Regions from separate parts of the Mus musculus genome. Here region 2 is linked to region 1. Evidence: chromatin contacts called from public promoter capture Hi-C data. All regions are on one chromosome and are shown on one strand. Each heading gives the region's core, a stretch centred on a gene start, on an enhancer-like site or on the middle of the called end of the contact. The rest is flanking DNA. Distances are from core to core; before and after follow the strand shown.

The links. Promoter capture Hi-C pulls out the DNA fragments that hold promoters and counts their contacts.
Region 2: a contact with region 1 is called in a promoter capture Hi-C map of hippocampal neurons, with 8 times the contacts expected there. The contact joins the enhancer-like site here to the promoter of Dera in region 1. A contact is called at or near these places in 3 of 39 promoter capture datasets (3T3-L1-derived adipocytes, hippocampal neurons and liver), 2 of 484 Hi-C or Micro-C datasets (the HL-1 cell line and cortical neurons) and 1 of 115 datasets of contacts at active chromatin or transcription factors (astrocytes).

The regions. Positions count from the first base shown.
Region 1 is chr6:137,751,292-137,756,658 of GRCm38.p6, forward strand. It overlaps Dera (deoxyribose-phosphate aldolase (putative)), which reads left to right and starts at 3,286. Exons shown (of 9, transcript NM_172733.1): 1 at 3,286-3,347. The coding sequence starts at 3,317. Strap (serine/threonine kinase receptor associated protein) reads left to right here. Exons shown (of 10, transcript NM_011499.3): 10 at 1-639.
Region 2 is chr6:139,246,869-139,252,235 of GRCm38.p6, forward strand. No RefSeq gene overlaps it. Among named protein-coding and RNA genes, the nearest start is that of 4922502N22Rik, 73 kb to the right of the region's middle. Within about 2 kb of position 2,188, at least 4 of the 459 cell types and tissues checked have an H3K27ac peak or open chromatin away from gene starts, as enhancers often do. A contact at or near this core is called in hippocampal neurons, where this site is marked.

The DNA of each region.
Region 1 (5,367 bases), core at 2,036-4,535:
CCTTCTGGATGGATACAATTGCTTCTCTTGTCTCTTTAAACATGCATGTTAGTTACTAAAACAGAAAAACACTTAGGAAGAGCAAGTAAACAAGTTGAAATCTCAGTTCTGAAAATATTCTGAAAAACTGCTGTACGTAGTCTAACATCTGCTCGGTTGTACAAATAACCACATGATTTAATGAAACTGGGTTAATCATTAATTTTCAGTATTTATGATATACCAAACTTTCTCATATTTAAACTTGGGTCATTCAAAAAGTCAACCTTTAATAAATTGGATAATAAATTTGTAGTTTATTTACTTATTTTACAATGTGAAGAGATTAAGTTAGTAATTTGGAAATACAGATGAACAGCTTGTATTAATTTGCTTTCTGGTAATTTATCTTCTGAGTGGCCTTTAGTACTTTGATCAGAAAAGTCTCGACTAGTTTGTGACTAGAAGTTGGCGGCACTACAGGCGGTTCCTGGGAGAGCCAGGGAAGCCCGTCACAGGCATTGATGAGCCTCAGGCAGTGGTGTTCCCCTGTCCATGTTTAACATGCTTGGTTTTCTGCTCTGTAGCAGTATTGTTCATGTATCAAGATTAGACTGAGAGTCTGACCCTAAATAAAATTGAGTGCATCTTTTGTAATGGAAGTCGCTTGGATTCCTGAAGTTGATAAATTAAGGGCATTTCTTATTTTGTGCCATTGCTTTCCTATTGCTGCAGCACGTTTGTAGCCTGAACCAGCATGCTTGGTAACAGATCGCAGTGTCCTGAGGCTGAAACAAGGCTCACTTGAGCAAAGTCCAGGTGCTGGCCAAGCTATTCTGTTCTGAGTCACCAGGAGAAACCTCTGCCCTCATGCTAGAAGCCTTTCCTCAGCTAAACCTGTTCTCAGCTTCCTTAGTGACTGACGCTACCTTAAATTCAGGTGCTCACATGAAAAGGCATGGATGACCCCACGTGTGTGTTTGATTCCTACACGTGGCTGTGTGCTTTTCCTGGAAGCTCCCTTCTGTTAATCCTTCCTTGTGCTGCCCATGGTTCTTGGATGTTGCTGTCTCCCACCTCCCGCCTTTGCCTGGTTCTCAGCCTTGCAATCTACACTGTAGGAAAGGCTTTAGAATATGAACCAGGAGGTTGGGACACTTGTGGGTGCTGGTAGATAATTCTTTGACAGTGTGCCAATTTTCTCATAGCCTGCTGAAACTTTCAGTGGGGCTGAAACTTCCAAGTAAAGTGGGGACTGGCGAGTCAGCCTAGTCAGTGAAGGGTGTGCTGTGCATGTTCCAGCATCCGAGTTTGCTTTCCCAGCAGCCACGTGTAAAGTCAGACATGGTAGTGCATATGTGTGCACTTAATGAACATGGCCAGGCCACACGAGATAGCTACATATTAGGTAGGATTGCTTGGTCATTGTGACTAGGTTAATTCTATAGGTTTCTCCATTGAGACATGAATATTTTGGCTATGCGTGATGTTGGCGTTCTTGGTGATCTAGATGGTTTCAGATAAGCTCCAGGTTTTTAGTGCTTGCTCCAAGTTTTGCAAGGTTAAGTGAAAATAACAGTGGCATTATGAATATGGCCTAGACATACATCCAAAATATTTAGAAGTAGCTGTGTGTGGACCAGACTAGATGGCAGCTCAGTAGGGAAATAAGCAGGTTTCTATCTAGCAGAGTAATTGTGTATCTGACACCACATTAATAACTTACATTTATCATGGCCTCAGGTATTTACAAACTACAACTTTGCATACAAACCTATTTTGATCACCCAGTTTTGCAGTAAGTAGACTTATGTCCTAGAACCTTCTAGTCACTAAGAATTGAATTACAAATAGTTTGAGCTCATTAGAGACCTGTTTACCAGATTGCTGCTTAATTCTCAAAATTTGAGTCTCTGGGTATATGTACATCTCTGGCAGGACTTTCCTGAGATGAAAGAACTAGAGCAATTGATTCACTAGAGAAACTTGTAGTTCAGACAAACTTGTAGCTCAGCAGAGATGGTCCATGTGAGTACAGATACAGTGGCTCACCCCCTAGACTGTGAACCTGGAGTAATTCAGAGAAACCAGGCTGAGAAAAATCATCACTGAATCTCAACTTTAGAAAGCAAAGAAATTGTCGCGATCCTTTCTTACAGATAAGGAAAATGAAGTTCACAAAGGCCAGTAGTGTGTCCTAGGTTACATGCTCAATTATTCACAGAACTAAGGCCAGTAGTGTGTCCTAGGTTACATACTCAATTATTCACAGAACTAAGTTAAAAAAATTCTTTTCAGGCCTGAAGAGGGAACTGAGCAGTTGAGAGTGCTTGCGCTTCTTAACACTTAAGTATGGTTCCCAGCTCCTGACTAACTCTTGGTCCAGAGTGGCCTGGCCTGGCCTTTGCACATACCTGAACACATGTGCTATGCACACATATGTGTGTAGACACAAAAATGAAAATACTATATTTTCTAAATGAAAGAAGCTGGACCTTTTATTGAATGTAGCATCTGCCTGTAATCCCAGCAATGGGGATCTGGGGTCTGGGGCAGGAGATTCAACACAGCAACCTCTTGTCCAACCGTGATTACAAAGCAAACTGTCTTAAAAACAAAACGAAAGGGCTGGAGAGATGCTCAGCGGTAAGAGCACTGACTGCTCTTCCAGAAATCCTACGTTCAATTCTCAGCAACCACATGGTGGCTCACAACCATCTGTAATGGCGATCTAATGCCCTCTTTTGGTGTGTCTGAAGACAGCTACAGTGTACTCATATACATAAAATAAATCTTAAAAAAAAAAAAAACAAAAATAAGAAACCGAGTCTTCCTAAGCTTATGTCCTAGCTGCTCTTTCACTGAGTCCAGACTAGAAATTACAGCGCGTTCTAGCTCCTAGACTACCTTGGCTGTCCCCTGAGGGCTCTGGAACACTACCCACAATTCGGGTCCAAGACTACATTGCTCCGCTCATGCAAGAAAGAATCCAGTCCTGCCACTCACATGATCCTACAGCTAAAGTTCCTAAGTCTGATTCTGTCTAGTTCAATTGGCCATGTAAGCATTTAAAAATGGTCTGGGAGACTTCTGGAGCTGGGGAATGCTCAAGTCACAGGCCTGACCTGGAAAGACAGGGAACAGGTAGGGTGATGACCTGGCTGGGCTCCAAGCCCAGGAGCTGGAGAAAAGTTTAAGTGGTACAGGACCGAAGAGGCGTGGCTTTGGTAGGGCGTTGCAAAAGGGGCGTGGCTCTGGGCGGGGACTTGACAGGAAGGAGGAAGGCCAGGCCCGTGTGGCGACCTGGAGCAAGGGTTGGCTTTCAGCGGTGGCCACAATGGCTGCTCACTGCCGGGGCACAGAGCTCGGTAAGGGCCAGCGGGTTGCGCTCCCCTTCGCCAGGTTGGGGGTGGGGGTGCCCAGGGCGATCCCCGGAGGGCGGAGACCTGAACTGAGGCAGAACTCGGGGACAGCCCTGTCGCCAGGCTCTATGCAGTCTTAACCCTTTAAGCGGAAGCAAGGAAGGGTTAATTAGATCTTTGCACTATGTAGCTCTGTGGTCGCAGTAAACCAACCCGAGTGAAAAGCCTGCCGGGTACTTGTGTGCCATTCATTTACTGCCGGACTCACGTAGCCATTCCCAAAGTTGGCTGTGCTGGTGGTCATCGCCGTCTGCTAAAAATGATTTTAAATGCTTAGACAAAATGTTCTTTTTAAAACTATTTTTCACCTTATTGATACTAGTTCAGATATTTCTGGGAAAAAAAATTAAAAGTCTGTAATTCAAACGTAGCAAAAACGTGACTGAGCCAAATGTCAATGACTTAACTTTGCATAATAGATTGTTTGCTTTGTATCCTGGACCCTCTTAGGTGTGTGATTTTGGGTAAATTACTCACTCTGTGCTTATATACCGGCATCTGTAAAGTAGTTATTTATTAGGAAGCTACTTCTGTCTGAAGGTGGTTTGGATAGTGTGAGGAGGGGATACTTGGAGCCGCTGGTATATTTCTCTGCACTTAGTGTTGAATAAGCAACGATAATGAGCGCACTAAGTTCTTTTCATAGGGACTGATTTTGAGTGGCTGTGAGTGATACACAGGGTTACTCTTTTCAGAAGGGACTTGCCAGTCTAGACTTTAGAAGTGTTTAGAATTGCATGCTTGACAGGTAGTCTCTGTACCAGGTTAATGGCACTTTAGTCCCTCTCTCCAACAGAGCCTTACACTTTATCCCTGCAGTGTAAACTTTAGCAGTGACCCTGGAAGATGGACTAAGGGCTGAAGATGAAGCTAGTCTGCATCTTTGTACAAGGTCGAGGATGTAACATAATTCCCCCCCCCCCCCAACAGCTCTTTTAAAGTTTCAAATTTTCCTTTCAGGAGATGCAATTAAGCCAATTTTACTCCCCCCCCCCCCCCCCGCCCCCAGCCCCTAGGTTTCTCTGTGTAGCTCTACACTGTCCTGGAACTCACTCTATAGACCAGGCTGGCCTGGAACTCAGAAATCCACCTGCCTCTGCCTCCCAAGTGCTGGGATTAAAGGCGTACGCCACCACTGTCCGGCCATTTTTACTTTCTTAAAGTGTAAGTCCTGGGCTGGGTGCTATTGCACACACCTGTAACCCCAGCATCAGTTGTGTGTCAGGTTAGCCTGGACTATATAGAAAGAGCTTTCTTAAAAAGCCATCAAAACACTACCTTTCCCGTGTTGCAAAGTAACAGTGTAGACATTAACAGCTGCTATTTAGAGTAATAGTTAATGTGCACTCACACCTCCATGTATAGATTATATTTTCCTTACTGTTCTTGTTATAATCACATAGATTGCAAGAGTTTTTGTGTGCTGTGGTATTAATCCTTAGGCGTGACACAGCTGTAATCTAATCTGCTAAAGTAAATCACGTGAATTATATATGTACTATGAAAAAAATTGTTCTGTATTAATTTCAACATTGCTTTAATTGATGAGTTTTGTGGTTTTTTGCTGATTAAAGACATCTTAATGTTTTTAATGAGTACTACTTTTTAAAAAGAAATTAGCGTTATTTAAACACATTTGTATTAAAAAATTTTTAGGAAAATGCAGTTATCACCAGGGAGATTGTAGAATTCATTAGTCATTGTTATTTACAATTTTTTTCATTTTATTTTTATTTTATGTGTGAGATTTTGCCTGTACACGGTCTGTTTACCATTACACGTGCAATGCCTGTTGAGGCCAGAAGAGGGCATCCAATCCCCTGGGATTGGATTTCAGATGGTCTATGGCTGCCATGTGGGAGTTGAACTCAGGGCCTCTGGAAGAGCTCTTGACTGCTGAGACATCTATCTCATCAGCCTTTAAGACAGCTTTTAAAAATCAAATGTATTTGTCTACTTTGTGTGT
Region 2 (5,367 bases), core at 938-3,437, 1.5 Mb after region 1:
TTTCCATCTCTAAAACCGTTCCATTGTGATGTTCCATATATCTGTCATATTTATCACTTTCCATAGGAGGTAAGAAGAATGGGTGCTTATGTAGGCTACGAGGGAAAACGTGGTCTTTACCATACGGCAGAAAGATATGGTGTGGATGCAGTATCAGTAGCCAATATTTTACCCTTATCTTTCCAGAGAATGAGGGGACATAGCTCAGCCCGAGTCACCTGCACAGCCCGAGGGCATTCATCAGTTTGATGAGTTAAAGGATTGTCTTGGCTGTGGGGCACAGCCCAGGATGTCCTCAGATCCACAAGCATGCCTGATTAAAGACAGGAAAACAGAACCTTATCTGAGACAAGTCTCGGTGAGTGGTTTTAATTGCCAAGCTGACAAGATCTAGAATCACAAGCCTTTAGACACATTTGTTAGGGATTATCTAGGCTGGATTAGCCTCTGTGCATGACAGTGAGGGGCCATATTTGTAGCTTAAGGTGGACATACATACCTACTATGGCTGGCCCCACTCCCCACTGGGGGATCCTGGAAGGTATTTTAGAAAAAAAAAGCAGACGGAGAGTAAGCATTCATCCTTCACCCCCTGCTTCCTGAAAGCAGACAGGATGTGACCAGCTGTTTCCAGCTCCTGCCTCCTCCCACTGAACAACTTGAACAGTGAGATAAATAGACCCTTTCTACCTTGAGTCTCTCTTGTCACAGCATCATGTGACATCACTAAGAGACCAAGACACATCTTGATTATAACATTTTCATGTTCATCCCGTAGAATTATGCTCACCACGGGTTACTAATTCAAGGCAAAACTACCTAGCTTCTTCAGTGCTTGGATACCAAGGAACACTTCACTGACCCCGGTCTCACTGACCCCGGGGTTTTCTTGTGTGTGTGTGTGTGTGTGTTTGTTTGTTTGTTAATCACAATCTCTGTTGTGCTGAAATATATTCTAAAAAATTCAGTGAGAATCAACTAATCCATTCATCAAACCCTACACATGATATAACACAGCTTCTGCCAGAATATTCACAGGTCACATGCTCAGGGTGCTCTCCACACACATTGCCACACAGATGCTCAGGAGTTTAGCTCTCTTGACGCTACCCAAGTAGGACGGGTTTGTGCCAACCGCCAATTTATACAGGAGTTCGGGAAATGAATTTCAACCATTTACAAAATGTGCTGATTTGCAAAAATAAAACAAAATATTTATTTCATGAAATGAGCTCTGCAGCCCATCCCATTGTTACTCATGAATTTTGTACTTAAAATAAAGAGAAAAAAGGAAGTCCACAGGTGTTTACAACAGTGTTTAGGATAACAACACCAACTTCCACAAATTTTACTTTGTAATGTTTTATGACATGTATTTTATAAATTACTTGAAATGTGTATATGTTAGCGTAATAAAAAGCAGCTATCATTTATTTGTCTTTTCAAATTCACTGACATCTATTTTTTAAGAACTTCATTATATAAAAATAAATTGAAAATAAATACAAACACCCCAAACCAAAATTAACAAGATCCAAAGTCTATACAACTTCATGAACTTACATACAATCAAGATAACTAACATTAAACTTTATTTTCAGTATCTAATTTGTGACATATAGAAATGGAATCCTACTGATATTTTGACATACATCCTATTACACTGAAATAAGCAATTCCTGTTTTGTGTGCCATATAACTTTTCAGTAGTTCTTGACTTTATTTTACTTCCCTGGAGTACTGCTAAAGCCATTGGCATCCATAAAATTGTTCTAGCAACTATCTGTCAAAACAAGTGGTCTTGGCTTGACACTATCATCAAGTCATGAGTATCAGAAAGCCAAGTCCTGAGCTACTGTTGGTTGATAAGGAGTAGTGTTTGTTTTCAGTGTGTGATTTCTTGTTTCTCCTCTGTCTGGAAGTCTGAGGTCTCATCAGAATCCCCAAAGCTGTGTGACCACCCGTGTGTCCTGCTTCACAGAAGAACGCATTCAGGTAACAGTTATTTTAATTGTTCCTTTTCAGAAGGCATTCATTTAAAAACATCTTTTTTTTTTTTTTTTAGTTAGTTTCTCTCCAAAGGCAAGGGCACAAATTGAAATGACAGAACATTCAAGGCTCAACCTCACACAGCCACTTCTGCAACTTTCCAACTTTGGTGCTTTTTACATTGCTGCTGCCACCTAGTGGCGACTCGAAGGCATTCTCTCCTCTTCTTCCAGCGCACTAAACTCGGAGGGGCTTAGCAGGCAGCCTGCAGTCAAACCGGTCCTCTAGGCGCTTTAGCTGTGTTTGAGCCAGAAACACCATGTAACAAGAGAAAGAAAAATAGCTGCTACAGAAATCAATGCTAAGTCCTTCCTCAAAGAGGAGGAGAGAGTCTGATAAACTCTCTTCGAGGGGTGTTTAAGAAAAGTGAAACTCAGCAGCTGTCTTGGCCTTAAAACATGATGAGAGAGCAGGGGCTGCCGGGGTCCCATTGCTGCCTTTCTCAGACTTCTAATCACATTCCACAGTGAGCAGAGAGCATTATGCACCAATGGTACTTACTAGCTAACTGAGCCAACATTGTTGGAAATGGTTAGACAAAACCGAGCAAAATTCTGAAAATTTTTAAGGATAGAATTTCGATTCATTAAATTTCTGAATGAGTACATAGCCATCGCCATGAAGGAAGTGTTAGAAAATGTAGGTCAGAATGAATGCAAGGTCAAAAACCGGACACATTTTAGATGCCACAGAGAGCAGACGGAATATTCTCAGAATTTGATTGTCCCCCACCTTTTTGGTGTGTTTTCGATTGATTGATGGTTGTTACTGTTGTTGGTTGGTTGGTGCTGAAAGATGCTAAAATATCTTTGTTCGCGTTTGTTCAAAGGCTGTCGTCCTCAAAGGAACTGGACGAATGCTTGACTTGTGGAAATAATAAGGTCGACACTTTGTTTCTTTTATTTAATTTCAATTACTTGATTACGACATACCCATGGGTCTGGTGTTTTGTCACAAGACACCTTGGACAAAACTGCAACTGCACTGGAAACATTTTAAAATTTCTGACATCTTGTAGCACATTGGAGGAAAAGCCAAGATGCTCATAAAGCAAAGAATCTCCCAAAATTGTAATCGGGAACAATGTGAGCACCAGGAAGTAGAAGTGTCTTCCAGTTTCAACTCATTACTAATTGACAGCCTGTGGCCAGAATCTACTCTACTAATTGAACAGATTATTTCAAAAGAATGCCTGATGGGCTGCGATGTATGTAGCCAGTCTAATCTGCTGAAGAGAGGGATGATGGCCACAAGTAAGGGGCACTGTAGCTGCTATTATATTTGTAAAATAGAAAAATAAAATTTTCTTTCCTATATCAAGTTATTGTTAGATCTGCTAATTGTTCTATGGATGGGAACTTCTGCTTAAAGAGTCAGAATTGCTCTCCATAGAAATATTTAGAACCTCAGAACCAAAACACAGAGCTGGTTAGAAGAGGAGAGAGAAAGCAATCAGGCGGCTCTCTTATGCTCATAAGGACGTGTGAAGTGTCCAGGGAACATGACTCGGCTCGACATCTTTTTGTGAATGGTGATACGTTATGTGTGGGGTCAGAGGTGTGCTATGGCAGGTAGGGATTGAGGGATGCTGGGAGAATCTGGAAGCTAATTCTGCTTTGGTTGTAGAATATGCACCTCAGTCCCTTGTCCTATGCTCTGAAACCAAACACGCACCAGTGTGGGAGAAAAGGGACCTTGGAGGGGATGTTGTAAGGTCTCCATGGGTTAACGCATTCAGGCTCGCCTGAAGCCAGTCAGAGAAACACAGCCTACCCTGTGTTCTCCAAACAGATGACTATGCGCAAGAGGAAGATATGGGGGTTGCAGGAAGAGAGGGGAAGTCATGGAAGAAGATGAGATAAGAAGCAGAGGAGAGAGAACAGGAAGGGAGGAACAGGAGGACAAGAAAGGGAGATAGGAAAGGGCAGAGGAGAAGAAAGAGGAAGGCAGGGTAAGAAGGGGGTTTGCTCCCTTGGCTTTCTTTGTGATTAAGATGTAATTACCCAGGCTCCAGATTCTGCGGCCAGACCACACATTTTTGGCCTTTTGAAGTTCATTCCTCTAGAACAAAAGCCAAAGTAAACAACCTCTTCTACAAGTTGCCTTTGGTCATGATATTTCGCCAGAGCCACTGAAAAGTCATAAATACAGAAAGCAATGACTCTCAAAGGTCAATGGTGAATTTAAATGATACAGTGATGCTCTGCTGGAAGACAGAGACCGTGATCATCCTGGTATGTATTTGGCAATGTGAGTAGAGAGACTAGTCCATACTCAGTACAATAGCCGCGGGTGTGTTACAGCTACTAAGTACACAGTACAATTGAATCGAATGTGTCAGTTATCAATTCCAACTTTCTTCACTCAAGAACTTAAACTCCTCCTTCCACATGATACAAAATGAGGACACAGCAGTACAGAAAACAGAGAGAGTCTTGTGAGCTCGCTCTCTCGCTCTCTCTCTCTCTCTCTCTCTCTCTCTCTCTCTCTCTCTTGTTTTGGTTTTTGGTTTTTTGGTTTTTCAAGACAGGGTTTCTCAGTATAGCCCTGGCTGTCCTGGAACTCACTTTGTAGACCAGGCAGGCCTCTCTGATCCCTCTCAGATCACCACCTAGGAAGATTGCTAATGATGACCTAGGTGTAGTGTGTAGCACAAATGTCTCCAAGGTTCTGTCTCACAGTGAGAAAATGTAGAGTAACTGTCTGGATGTGTACGGGTCTCAGTAGGACAGAGGGTGGACTGCTTGCTTGGAACATAGGGAGTTACTGAGAAGCGGTGATTCTTATGGAATTAATCCATCACCAAGCAAATACAGCCTTGCTCCTAAGCAGATCAAACTGAGCTGGTGCAGAGTGGAAAAGCCTCAGATATGCTCATGGGCTCTGCGTACCTGTGGTCCATTGCGGAGCACACCTATTGTAGCTATTCAATGATAATTGGCAGGGGGTCTTGTGATGGGAAACTGATTTATCCTATGAACGACAGATGTCTGAATATCCTGCTTACTTTGCTTTGGGTTGTTTTTTTGCTACAAGAATTTGATCCAGTGGGGGGTGGGGGTGTGGAGGTTGCAGGGGGTGGGGGTGGAGAAGGGAACTGAGGCTCTGGCTTTAGGTCAGACAGCGAAGGTTAGAAATTAACACTCGCTCCCTGTTACAGAACAATTGCAAGGGGTGTGGGGCCATGTTGCTTTCTGCAGATTTTGACATTGTTTAAGCAAGTAGATTTTGACATGTTTAAGCAAGCATTAAAATACTCTTGAGTACAAGTTAGGAAAAAAAAAAATCAACACGCATGTACAGTGTTACTAAGTAATG